Linked DNA regions of Arachis hypogaea: region 2 is linked to region 1. A link is a contact called in public Hi-C data. All regions are on one chromosome and are shown on one strand. The core of a region is the stretch at or near the end of the contact, and the rest is flanking DNA. Distances in the headings are between cores, read along the strand shown. Region 1 overlaps LOC112707418 (dynamin-related protein 5A). Region 2 holds the start of LOC112707419 (probable bifunctional methylthioribulose-1-phosphate dehydratase/enolase-phosphatase E1).

The links. A called contact is a pair of places that touch in the nucleus more often than the background predicts.
Region 2: a Hi-C map of leaf shows a contact between it and region 1, with 2.0 times the contacts expected there. The contact joins the promoter of LOC112707419 here to the enhancer-like site in region 1. A contact is called at or near these places in 2 of 8 Hi-C or Micro-C datasets (both in leaf).

Annotation. Positions count from the first base shown.
Region 1 is chr8:39,736,112-39,742,812 of arahy.Tifrunner.gnm2.J5K5, reverse strand. It overlaps LOC112707418 (dynamin-related protein 5A), which reads right to left. Exons shown (of 7, transcript XM_025759157.3): 5 at 6,636-6,701; 6 at 5,760-6,450; 7 at 4,989-5,393. The coding sequence ends at 5,207. Among protein-coding and RNA genes, the nearest start is that of LOC112707418, 5.5 kb to the right of the region's middle. Within about 2 kb of position 3,407, at least 2 of the 3 cell types and tissues checked have open chromatin away from gene starts, as enhancers often do.
Region 2 is chr8:39,787,677-39,794,377 of arahy.Tifrunner.gnm2.J5K5, reverse strand. It overlaps LOC112707419 (probable bifunctional methylthioribulose-1-phosphate dehydratase/enolase-phosphatase E1), which reads left to right and starts at 3,133. Exons shown (of 13, transcript XM_025759158.2): 1 at 3,133-3,158; 2 at 3,267-3,609; 3 at 4,389-4,525; 4 at 5,250-5,345; 5 at 5,837-5,956; 6 at 6,112-6,201; 7 at 6,332-6,508; 8 at 6,701. The coding sequence starts at 3,390.

The DNA of each region.
Region 1 (6,701 bases), core at 2,158-4,657:
GTTTCGAATGTCCCTTAAATCTTGATGGTTTGCGTTTTGATTGAGAAAGAAAAGGAAGAGTGAACGTGTTGTGGAATGGGCGCGTGTTTTTTTCTTGATAGTTTGCGTTTTGATTGAGGAAGAAGACGAAGAGTGAACATGTTGTTAAATGAGCGCGTATTTTTTTTTTGGACTTGGAGCAACTTGTATAACTTATAAACCAAAAAGACTTGTATGTGTAGCAGGCCTCATTTGTTAATGTATCATGGACCACTCAGACCAATAACAAAAGTTAATTAAACCAGTTATTTAAATAATTTGAAAATAATTAAAAAATTTTAAATTATAAAAATATACTTTATTATTCAGATAAATGGTCAAAAATTAAGAATTACATTTTAGTTACGAGTAAATTACTTTTATTTTGCTACTTGACTGCGACATATTCACAATCTAAAATTGGGTACATTTTCTTACCTATATAAGTAGCCAAATACATGTGAATGACATGCATTTTTTTTTTTTTACAATATTCTTATTTATACGGGACTAACCTCACAGATAATCTACTTTTTTTTAAAAAAAAAATAATTATTCTATTAATTTCTATAGTTTTATTAAATTTTTAGTTAAATTTTTATATTTTTTCTTTTTAATTAAATCTATATACTATATCAGATTTTGTAACTAAATTTTTATTATGATAAAAATATAAAAATTAACAGAATATTCAATCAAGTGTTTGGTATATTCATTTCGCTTAACGAAATATTTTGTTAATTCCAGCATTTTTATCATGATAAAAACTTAATTACAAAATCTAATATAATATAAAGATTCAATCAAAAAAATATAAAGATTTAATTAAAAATTTATTAAAATTATAAAAACGAATAGAATCATTAAAAAAAAAACTCATAGATAATCTACAATATCTTTATCAATATTGAGCCCGTTAATATCCCTATAACCCTATTTCATGGCATTTTTTTCTTTTCTTTTTCTTCTTTTCAGTCTTTTCTTCCTCTTTTTCTCTCTTTTTTCTTCCTTTCCACAATGCTATGAAAACTAAAGGTGAAAATGAAATTAGACAATGCCTCTTTGTAGTTGTGGCCGCAATATATACGAGAATTTTGGTCTGTTTTGCGACTAATGTTGCAAAAACGACAGGATTAGAGAGATGATTATTATTCAAAGTTATTTTTTGTAACTTAATACGTGTATATTATGTCTAAAGTTATTTTTTTAACTTAATAATATATATTATGTCTAAAATTATTCAATTATTTCAACGGTAATTAAAGAATACAAAATTAAAAACTTAATCTAACGTAGGGTGACTTTGGACTATTGCGAAAATTGATTTAGTCTCTACCTTGGTTGTTATATATATACATTTGAATTTATTCTACTTTCATTTTGTGAACTTGCTAGCAAAATAAATTCAAGTTCATACGCTCATTTCACAGGTTAGTCAACAAAATCCGTTCAACTTAATTTTGCAAATTAGTCCAGCCGCAAATACAAATATATAAAGAAGTAAATATTTCTATTTTAACGAGGAAAAAAATAATAAATAAATAATAGAAAACCTTCAAGTAGTGAAAGTAGTCAATCCTAATAATAAAAATGAAAAGATTATGTCATTTGAATTATAATTTGTTGACAACAAAATATATTTAATTGTCACAGTAAAATTAAAGAATTCAATGCCTATTTTTCCATTTCATACTTCATAGACTATGCCGGTTTGACCCACTCAGTTTTGGTAGGAACCAGTAAGTCAGTAACTATCATAAAAAAAATTTAAATAAATAAAAATAAATGGTAGTATATATATGCCTTTACTTTCTTTTTTTTTTCTAGAATTTTATCTGTATTAATTAGGATCATGCAAGTGAGTTACAAATTTAGAATCGTTCAAATCCAAGTCAAAAAAGACATTGTTAGTGCAATAAACTTCCCATAGTAATTCATTCATATCTGTGTGTTAGTAACAATAACCATATCCACATATAAGTGGATAGACACAAAATTGCTTACCACAACAAAAATAATGACATAAAAAGTATAAATTAAAATAATTCATCCTCAATCAATTTAGGTTAATCGAGTAATAAGCTCATTCGTCATCCGTTTAAATAATTAGTATGAATTCTGTTTTGTATATGCAATAATCCATTATCCTTAAATAGAATTTAAATTTATGACAAATTAATTCTTAACCTATCAGATTAAAAAATATTATAGACAACAAAAGAAAAAAATTCATACTATTATTATTATGATTATTACTCATTATTAGTATATATTAGTTGTTCAAACAATTAGACCGAACTAGACAACTAGTCAATGACTTGTAATACTGAATTATTACCTAAAGAAAGAATTATATTTTACGTAACACAAAAATACAAGTTATTATATATATTGAATTGGTCTAAGGACATTTAAGGGGTTACGGTAAAAACAATGGCTTATCACTATATATAGGTGGCGTTTTCCTCTTAATTGTAATTACAAATTTAATCATCATCATCATAACCTAATCATTTCCCTAATCAACTACTAAGCTAGCTTCGACAATAAGACCACGACAGCTTACTTCAAACCAAACGTCTTAATGGTTTTTGAACATGGCATCCACTATTATTGACCATGGACCTTTATGATTGTGATTTACTAAATGACTAGTCAAGAATTAAATGTTCTTTTTGAAAAATAATAGTAGTATCTGTCAATTTTCTTTTAAAAAAGAAATTAATTCAATATATTTGTCATTCTTTTATTTTCACGTTTTCTCATACATTTAGTACTTAGTGTAATGTTTTTTAAGTTTTCTTCATTTTCATTTTCTACTCAATTCCAAGCATAATAAATTATATATAATATTTACATTCTAAATTACTCTATTTCGGCAAACAATCTTATAATTATTTTTTTTTCCGAATTATTTCATGCATATATAAATAATCATATGGACAAGAATAATAACAAAAAAGAGCTTGGTTAAGGAAGGACATATGCTAAACTTATTAGTTAAGAAAATTTTTATAGAAAAATGCAAAATTTAATTTTTAATGTATTTGCTCGATATTTATTAGAATAATAATTTTACAAATTTTTATTAATAATAATTTTAATATGTATGTTAAAAAAGACATGTTAGTTAACCCAAAGAAAAATTATAGTGAGAAATTATGTCTCCAAGCTCCACCATTATATGAAACATAATTAAGAAGGAAAACATATCTAGTGGATGAGATTAGCTTAAGAGATTATGTCAAACGGGTAACGGCAGGAGTAATTGCATTCCAAAGTAATTATTAATGATCCCAATGATATTCATTACTATTGGATAGTAGTATAAGCCATTGGTATTAATTACGATTGGATTGTAATAATAACTATGTTGTTGGAGTAGGTCACTAGTAATATGAGGTCAAGGAGGAATAAGAATTGTTGGGGACCACATTTAATTTTGGGACTGACTTTGGTGGGTATTTTAATATTTTTGATTTGCTATTTGCCAATTTGCAAATTCAAAGAAGGTTTTGTTGAATGTTGATGAGAGAATAATAAAGAATGCTTGCATAATTAGCTGTCATTCCCTCTTATTTTAGGTTCTCTCTCTTGGATTGTTTTCTCTTTGAAGTCATAATTCTATGTATCGTCGTGACATGATTAACATCTAAGATAATACTATTAATATTCAAACGCTCATTCATTTCTATAAGACAAAACACCATCTATTTCTTTATCTTTTTTCTTTCCTGTTGAATATGTCTAAACGCATTTTGGTAGAATATAATACAATAATGAATTTAGTATAATTTTTTAGTTAAATATTTGGTATTTGAAAAAAATCTGAGTCAAGATAAAGTAGTTGAAAGAAAACCCTTAGTACCTATATATTTTTTTATTTCTTTTTATTTCATTTAACTCGGATTGTTTATTTTTATTAGACCCAGACTTAATAACATGGTCCCATTAATAACCTAGTATGGGTTAACATTTGACAAGGTATGAAAGGTTGATATGGATAATTATATAAATTTCAAAAGTAAAGAAATATCATTCATGTATAATATAAGCATGACAACTAATTTTTTTTTCTTGCAAAGTATCATTTGAAATTTTTACTTATAAATTAAGCTAACTAACAATATGACTCAGTCAACCAAAAAAGTACTAGATCAAATTTCATAATATGAATTAAATCTAATAAACATAGGGCAGAGTTGCATCATGAACATTATAATTATAAGCCTATATTTGCCGGTTAACAAGTCTATCTCCTAATCTCCACACACACATTTAGAGCATATTTTTTAATTTTATTTTAGTTTATTTTTTCCCGTAATAAAAGTTTCAAGGTGGAGAAACTCATTCCCTAAACTGTTTATTTGTTGCACGAGATAACACTAAATTAGGAAGGGTATTCATAGATGCATGGTATCATGTTATTGTCCAGTTGGTTAGCAAGAAAATGAGACATTTAATTCACAAGGGTCAACAAATTCCTTAAAAGTGAACCATAAAACACCTAGGACTTGTTTCTGTTCACATTCATGGTCCCAAAATAGTTACCCTTCCAAACATGCAGGGCAATCTGCAATCAATTGACAGAGCATTTTACAGCAGATGTTAAGTGATACCAACCCATAAGTTTTGGAACTAACACCTGATCAAGTTACAGCCAATAACATGAGTTCTGTTATTTGCATATACATGTGAAATAGATGGTTATCATGGGAGTTTGATTTTTATTGTTGATATAAAAGTATGTCGTAATTCTAGTAAAATGATTAGTGTCACACCTACCTAAATGAAATCAATACTTATTTGAGCTGTAGTGTTATTTTTTTTTGTTCCAAAATATTTATCAATTTAAAAGTTTGCTAAACAATATTTATCAAGGTAAATTAAATTATGAATGTACCAAAATTTTTAAAAGTGATTTTGTGAAACAAGAGAGTATATAAATATTGACAAATAAAACATGCTACTTGAGAAGAAATTTAATTCATTTTAGGATAAATGTTAAATTGTGAACCATCAAGCTACAAATCAGTGAAACCATTATGAAGAAAATTCATGTTACAGAAGCATATATTACAATGAGGAAGGCCCCATATCAAAGTTTTACCTTGCAGTGATTGAAATTCACTAAATGTGAATGAATTAAATAAAAATTCTGTGGGAGAGCTGGATGTGACTCTTATTATCAAAGTTCCCGAGTTAGAGTCTTGAACTCATTCAAGCAAGATTGGAGTATCTTCTGCCGCTTCTGAAGGGATTCTCTTTCAGTTTGTAGCACTTGTATTGCACCAGGAGCAACAAACATGTCCATGAACTTCTCATCATTCAGGGCAAACAAATCCAATCCAAGAGCCACAACAAGCCGATCGCGGCTGCAACAAAAGTAGGCAAGAAACAACAGTGTTGCAAAATAAAGTTATGATCTCAGTTAGGGTGATTAAAATTTTTAAAAGTACAGTATCAACATAATCAAATGCAGGGTCATGGTCTCATACTCTCATTAACGACCTAGTTTTTTCTTAGTTCTTAAAATAGGACTGAAATAAAAGGAACAAGGAAAAAGCAAGGCATTACATTATTTCTTTAAAGGGAATGTGATACAATGTGACATTGCTAACTAACTTTCTATAAGTAAATCTAACATTGCAAAAGGAAATGTCAATTTTTATGCAATCGACTAGAAGCAATGTTTACAATTACAAGCATAACATTATTTACATATGCATAGAAAAGCTTACCAAGGTGTTAGGAATCCAGAATTTAGTGTCGATGTCACGCCTCGCTCAACAAGAACTTCGCGAATTCGCGCAAAATGCTGCGCTGCTGAGAAACAGATTTCTGAATAAGCAGAACCAGATTTTTCCTGATTTCCAAATAGAAGACCACCATTTTGCATCCTGATGATCTGGTCAGAATTCTTGCTATTCCCTGTCATTCTAGACGCTCTTTTTCTTGGTCCATTGTCGTTGCAAATGCCATGCTCCTTTTTTGCCAATCCATGAATAGGATTACCTGGCTGATCAGGAGATGGGGTTTCAGGGACAGTAATGTTGCTTTCATGTAAAGCTTCTCTGGCTTCTGAATTTTTGCCTGGGGTGGTTTCTTGAGCATGATGCTTTTCTGGAGGTATATTTTCCTGGTCCCTCATTACTACATCATGGGATGCAGAACCCATGTCGCTCAGCTCAAGAAAAAAGGAAGATGTTGCAACCTGGTTTAATTTTTTGAAAGGAGGAGCATTTGGTGCATAACATGTTTGAAAGTCATTGACATAGCAGACCTGTGAGTATGGACTGGTAACTGAATCAAGGTGGTGTCTAATTAGTTGTTTGCATTGTTTTGAAAGATCCTTTATGAAGCGGCTGAATGCACACCTTAATGCAGCATGAAAACCAACATAGCCGTCCATGTTAGCTGTTTTACTCGCATCTGCAATGAAAATAACCACCATTCAGCTTCTCTAATTAGATGCATTAAACATATAGTAAAAGATAAAACAATTTCACACAATGATCATTTGCAATTCTGTCATAGGATTTATTTTATAACATTCTAATGGTAAATACACAACCAAATGAAACAGTGACAAATTTTCAGCAAGGAGAATCACTTACACTCTGAGTCATTACTGCGGTTTCTTTCTAGAGCCAAATCAAATAAGTTTCCTAAAACAAAAGCAA
Region 2 (6,701 bases), core at 1,884-4,383, 52 kb before region 1:
ATAAATTCCTGATTTAATGGCACCCCCCAAAAAAAATTATTTGTATCTTATTTTAAGAGTTCTTCATTAATTGTGAGTTTGTTTATGTTAAAATTTTACATTAGGTAATATCTGATTACATATTGCTAGATTAGTTTTATGTAGTGATTTATGATTCAAATGTTCATTATTATTATTATCTTAATCATCTTATAAATTTAGGTTGAGAATCAAAATAATTTTTTTTTTAAAATATACATGCTTCAGATATATATTTTTTTAATTGAACGACAGATCACAAACATGAAAGAGAAAAAATAAATTATAACTATTACTCTAGAAATTAAAATATAGTTCTAATCGAATTTGCAAAGAAATTAGGAAAAATACATAGAGATAAAAGAAAAAAAATATATGATAATTATATTGTAAATCATATTTATGTAAGATCAATCTGTTTACATAAGAATTCGTTTTTCTAAATTCATAGTGGAATATTCGGTTCTCCAATCCCTTGCAACGATTCTGGATAGCCAAAACAAAAGATTTTGAAAAATGAAGATCACTTAAATTTTTTAAAATACATAATCACAATTATTTTTTAATCAACTTTCATCTCCACATGAATGAAACTCACATTTAACATCAAATTCAATCCCAAAAGAATGTTCCAAAATTCAATAAATTTTACTGTACAAGTGTCTAAATTCACATTATAGACTACTAAAAATTTTTTTATAGTTCCTCAGAATTTTTTTCACATGTCACTTTCTTCGTCTTTTGTCACAGAGCCATCTGAATTAAGTTTAGTGAATGACGTTTAGGGGCAGCCAACACACATATTTTTCTATGAAGTTATCTATGTCCCTTTTTATATGAGATAATTCAGTTTGGATCATATGATAGTCTTTAACTAAATAGAGAGCTAGTTCATGAATCTTACCTTCATTAAAACAACTATCTCTTTAAAAATGAACTCATTCCAATTAAACCATATTAAATTCATAGTGCTAGCAAAAAGGAAGGACTACGAAACTCTTTTGATGTGGGATTGAGAAGATAAATTTACTAATAACATAGGAATCAGGGATAACATAAAAATTTTACCTGAGACCAGTCTTTTGTGTATGCTCTTTCATGTCCTATATGCAATTTAGGAACACAAAAATTGTAGAGCAAAGATTCAGATGAAGATGTATAAATATTGTACAAATTATTCGAAATTATATATCTTCTGAAGTGGAGCTCATTAGCCAATAACATCTTTTTAGCAACTAACTAACAAAAACTCTAAATTTTATGAGGTACTTCAAGCCTCTAAATCTTAGGATAAAACTCGATTTTATCATCCTTCGAGAGTTTAAGTTGAGACTACAAGTTGTTTCAATAGTAAATAAATTATTAAAGTTCGAGAGTCAAACAACTACATCTTCTCCCAAATCTAGCTCCGATACCTTTAAGAAAATAAAAATGAGTTGTTTCTCTTCCAGAACATCTATAATACACTCCAAATCCGGTCTATTTCCAGCAACATAATCACAAACGCTCTTATCATATATGTCTTTAGTGATATTATTTTGAGAAAAATTAACAAAATTATGGACATTTGAGATCCAATAGTTTTTTTATAAGTTGATGTTATTGTCAAAAGAGACTTTTCAAACTATTTTTTTTTATTTTTTTTCACACTTGAAAAATGTCTTTCTAAGCATTTGAAGAGAAAATCAGTTTCTTCGTAATTGAGATAGGGTTAGTATAGGCATCAATTTGATCTTAAAAAATTGACAGCCTTAATTTTTTTATTTTTTATAGTATTATCTAATTCAATAAGTAGATTGATACTTGTTTAAGTTATCAAATAAATTAGTTGTTTGGCTAATTTAAATTAGTTACAAAAGATCAAATGCATTAAATTAAATCTCTTTTATAATTGGATTATGTACGATTTTGGTCCTTAAGATTTAACTCAAAAATTTTATTCATCTCCAACGTTTTTTAGCATTCCAATTCGTCCCTAAGGTTCAACTTAGTTTTAAATCGTCTTTCAGACAATTATATTCTCAGTATCATTATCTCCATCACACCTTTAGAAGAGAGAGAGAAACAGAGACTTAGAGACAGAAGAAGAAACTCAAAGAAAAAGAGAAGGAAGTCTCACCGTCGCTCTCATCTTCACCTCACCGCGACGCGCCATCGTCATCGGAAAAGTGATGGTGGTGGTCGTGTTCCTCATGTTTTCAGCATCACTGCCGCGCCTCCTTTCTCCTTCCCTCCTTGCCATCCGCCGTCCAGACTCTTATAAAACATGAGTGAACTAACAGAGAAATTCTAATTCCCTAATTTCTTTAATTTCTTCCCTTCCCTTTCACCACAAATCCTAATTGGAGGAATAACAAGATGTTTGTTGTTCTTTTTAATGTTTAATTCTTTTGTTAATGTTTGTTTTGAGGATAATGATAATGATTTTCTTATTTCTTGTTAATAAAGATGGTTTTGGTGATGAATTACTCTTTTGGTATTAATTTATTTGAGGTTATTGTTAAAGATTGAGTTTTTTATTGGATTGATGGATTCAAGAACAAATGGTGATGGATTAATAGTGAATGGAACAATAATTATAGTGAGAAGAGAAAAATAAATGTTTAAGGATGATAGTAATAGTAACAATGTGATGTGAAGAATAGATAATTATGATGGTGAGAAGAAAGAGAGGAAGATATTTTTGTTATTTAAAAAATTAATCTATCTTAAAAGGATGATTTTAAAATTACGTTAAATTTTAGAGACGATTTTTTATATAAAAAAAATTAAAAACATAAAATGTTTTCGATCTAAACATAAGAACTAAAATTATATTTAATCTTTTTTAATTAGATAATAATATACAATATTAAAACTAATTTAAAACTCTTAATCTTTTAAAATTAAATTAATACAAATTATTTTAACTATTAATATTACAAATTTAGATCATAATATATATATTAAAATTAATTATTAATATAAAATATATATTTAAATATAAAATAAATAATAAAAATAAATTAAATTATATATATATTTATAGACAAATATATAATAATTCCTTGATTTTTACTACCAAAATCACATTTTTGAATTTCAATATATGTAATTCACCGAACGTGCCAACGTGTTTTGGGCTTTGGAATATCATGTGAGTATGTGACTGTGATATTCTATTTTCTAAACTCACCCACTGACACTGAGTCAGATATTCGATTTTTTTATATTATTATTATTAATTTTTTTTTTATTTTTATGTTCAGCTTTTTTCATCTTTAAGACTTCAACAGGAACACACACAAAGATTGCAGTGTTTGTTTCTATTGAATGTAGATAGCCACCATACCAACCTTAATCCACTCTCCATCTCTCTCTCTCTAGAATCCATGGCGGCAGCACCTGCAGTAACTGCCCTGAACGGGTTGAAGGTGACGCAAGCATACCTGGAAGGGAAGGCAGTTAAGGAAACAAAAGTTCTCATGGCCGAACTCTGCCGCCAATTCTACACCCTCGGATGGGTCTCTGGGACAGGTGGCAGCATCGCCTTCAAGGTCCACGATGACTCCATTCCCAAGTCTCAACAACTCATACTCATGTCCCCTTCTGGTTCGTATTATATTCCATCACTTTACCTTTCTTGCTACTTTTAATTGATCGCTTTCTGTTTGTTAAAATGTCCAAGCTCTGCTTTTTGTCATCTCTTCTTGTTTCCATTCTTATCTGCTGTTGGAGTTTGTTTTTTGATGAATTAGTAAATTACATTTACTTTCTAACCAAATCATTATTCTAATCCTTGAAATGTTAGTTCACTAACAAAATTATGCTTCATTGGGTGCTAGTTTACCCACAAAATAGTGCTAACTTTGGGTGGATTTCTCAACCAAAAACCAATCTTTGAGGAATTATTTTGTTACGAAACTAACCGTTCGGGAGTCAAAGTGGTAGTTTACTTGAGTTTCCCATTATATAAAACATGCATCCTGGTATTTGTAGACATGTACGCTGGTTCCCTTTAAAGTTTAGGTGATACTACAGTTGACATTTTGATAGAACTTCATAACAAACACCCCTTTAGGCATGACAAATGAAGAAGTATCATGTATAACTGTCGTACTATTGCTTAGTCTTAAGAGAGACCAGTGTAATTTGCTCTTTGATTTTTGGTGCCCAATTCAAAGCATTGCTAGTGAAACCCAAAAACACCCCCAAAAAATGTAACATTTGTGTGAAGTTGTAATACATTTCTGCTAGGACCATTATAGATTGCTGTTAGATTTTCATTTATATATATATGACCAATGTGATGTCATTGTCCTGGATGTCAATTCAATTTGGTTGGTGTTTAAGAATTAAATCTTCCTTGTTTGGCTGAAAAATGTGTACAGGTGTTCAGAAGGAAAGAATGGAACCGGAGGACATGTATGTGTTGTCGCACAATGGATCAGTCTTGTCTGCCCCATCTGCCAAACCTTACCCGCACAAGCCTCCCAAGTGTTCTGATTCTAGTCCAGTGTTCTTGAAGGTAGGGGCTAGTTTACACTCTATTAGCTGCTGTCCATAAAGCATGGACACACTATCATTGATATTAGATACAAAACATGGCAACAACAAGGATTTGTAGTGCGCAGTTAATTATGGATACAACATAGGCCACACTTTTAAAATTTGAGGGGAAAAAAAGAAGGGGGGGGGGGGGGGGAGGGGATAACATAATTTTTGGGTTTGTTGAAAATTTATAAGCAATTTCAAAGAACGATACAAGAACATATGGTGGCGATGAACCTCATAAATATGATTATGAGTAACAATCTTTTCCTAGATTTGAATACTATATATATCATACATGTCATATGTGTCTATAATTTGTAAATTTTAGTGTGTAAAAATGTTCATTTTTGTATCCCATGTATGTGTAAATATATGTGTTACCTATGTTATTGTAGTATCCAATATGCATATTGATCTTTTGACATTTCATAATGTTACTCGCTACTGGTTGTAGTATTATATGTTATACTTAATATGCAGAATCTAAATCTTATTATACTTTCAAAACAAATTTGCATTACATGGTGTCACTTAGGTGTCTGAGTAAGTATTGACATAATATTAATTAACTGTAACATTCGGCTGATAAGTGCTTTCTATCAATTGCTAGACTCATGCCTAGAAACCTCTTTGCAATATCTGAATATTTTCATTTTTGACATAATTAGTATTTATATATTTCTTTTTTTCCTTTCCAGGCATATGAGTTGCGGGATGCTGGGGCTGTTATTCACAGTCACGGGATAGAATCTTGTCTTGTAACAATGATCAATCCTCTATCAAAGGAATTTCGAGTATGTCTATATTGACATGGGTGCTTTTTCGTTTATTACTCTTGTGGGGTCAGGAGTCTTGGTACAAAATTATAATACGTGATTCTTGCTTATCATTTTATCTTTAAAGAGGCTTTGAGACTGGTAGTAGTGCATTAAGCCGAGTTGAAGAAATATCTGATTGCTTGGGGAAAAGATTAGTTATGGAGTGCATTCTATGAAGGCAAAACTTTCTTGAAAGGAAAAGAGTCTCTATATTGCACTTTGATAATTAAGTATATACCAAAGTTTAATTATAAAGCTCCAAAGAGGCGTTCTATTTTCATTCTTTTGTGGTTTTTTGCATCAAGGGTCAGAAAGTTATTTGTTAGTGTTGTTATAGTTTATTATATAGTGCTCTGAGAAGACAAAGAATAAGTGGTTGAGGTTTCTCTTTTACATTGCATGTCCTCATTCTTTTTTTCCCCCTCTTCTTCTTTTTGTCTGATACTGATGCTATCCACAAATGGCAGATCACTCACATGGAAATGATAAAAGGAATCAAGGGACATGGTTATTATGATGAACTTGTGGTCCCCATAATTGAGAACACGGCCTATGAATATGAGCTCACAGATTCTCTAGCTAAAGCTGTATGTTTCCTCGCAATAGTTCTGCACATATATATAGTATCGTATATATATAAGATGGAAAACCTAATGACTTCCCCGAAGTTCTGTCCTTTTTTTCCTCTCCAAAAAGACCACTTGTGATGTGGCATTGTTGTGCATTTCTTCCTATTGTGTAGATTGAAGCCTACCCAAAATCAACAGCAGTTCTTGTTCGCAACCATGGGGTATATGTTTGGGGAGATACATGGATCAGTGCTAAAACCCAGGTATGTGTTTTGTACTTTTATATATTCCACAGGAAGATTAATCTTAATTTATATACAAAGTCTAGCTATACTTTGTGCTGAGAAGTTCCATAACATATAAACACGCCAAAGCTTTTCATTCTTCTTCCAGACTGAGTGTTATCACTACCTCTTTGATGCTGCTATAAAACTTCACCAAATGGGATTAGACTGGTCCGCTCCAAACCATGGTCCAATACAAAGTGCAAGAAGTAGTCTAAGGATTGCCGGGGAGTCAAACTTTTCAGTTAAGGCAAAGAAAGATAATGGTGATACTGATCCATTCCCAGTGAGTGTGCATAAAGCTCCCTTTTTATTTAAAGATTTTGTTCACATATTCCAAACAAGATCCAATATCCTTGGTCAACTGGAACTGCTTGTCTGCAGTTCGTAGGACGTTGGTAAAAATTATGCAGTTTTGGGTTCCTACCGTTTCTAATTAAATTGCTGAATTTGGTCTCTACGACTATTTGGATTGCAGC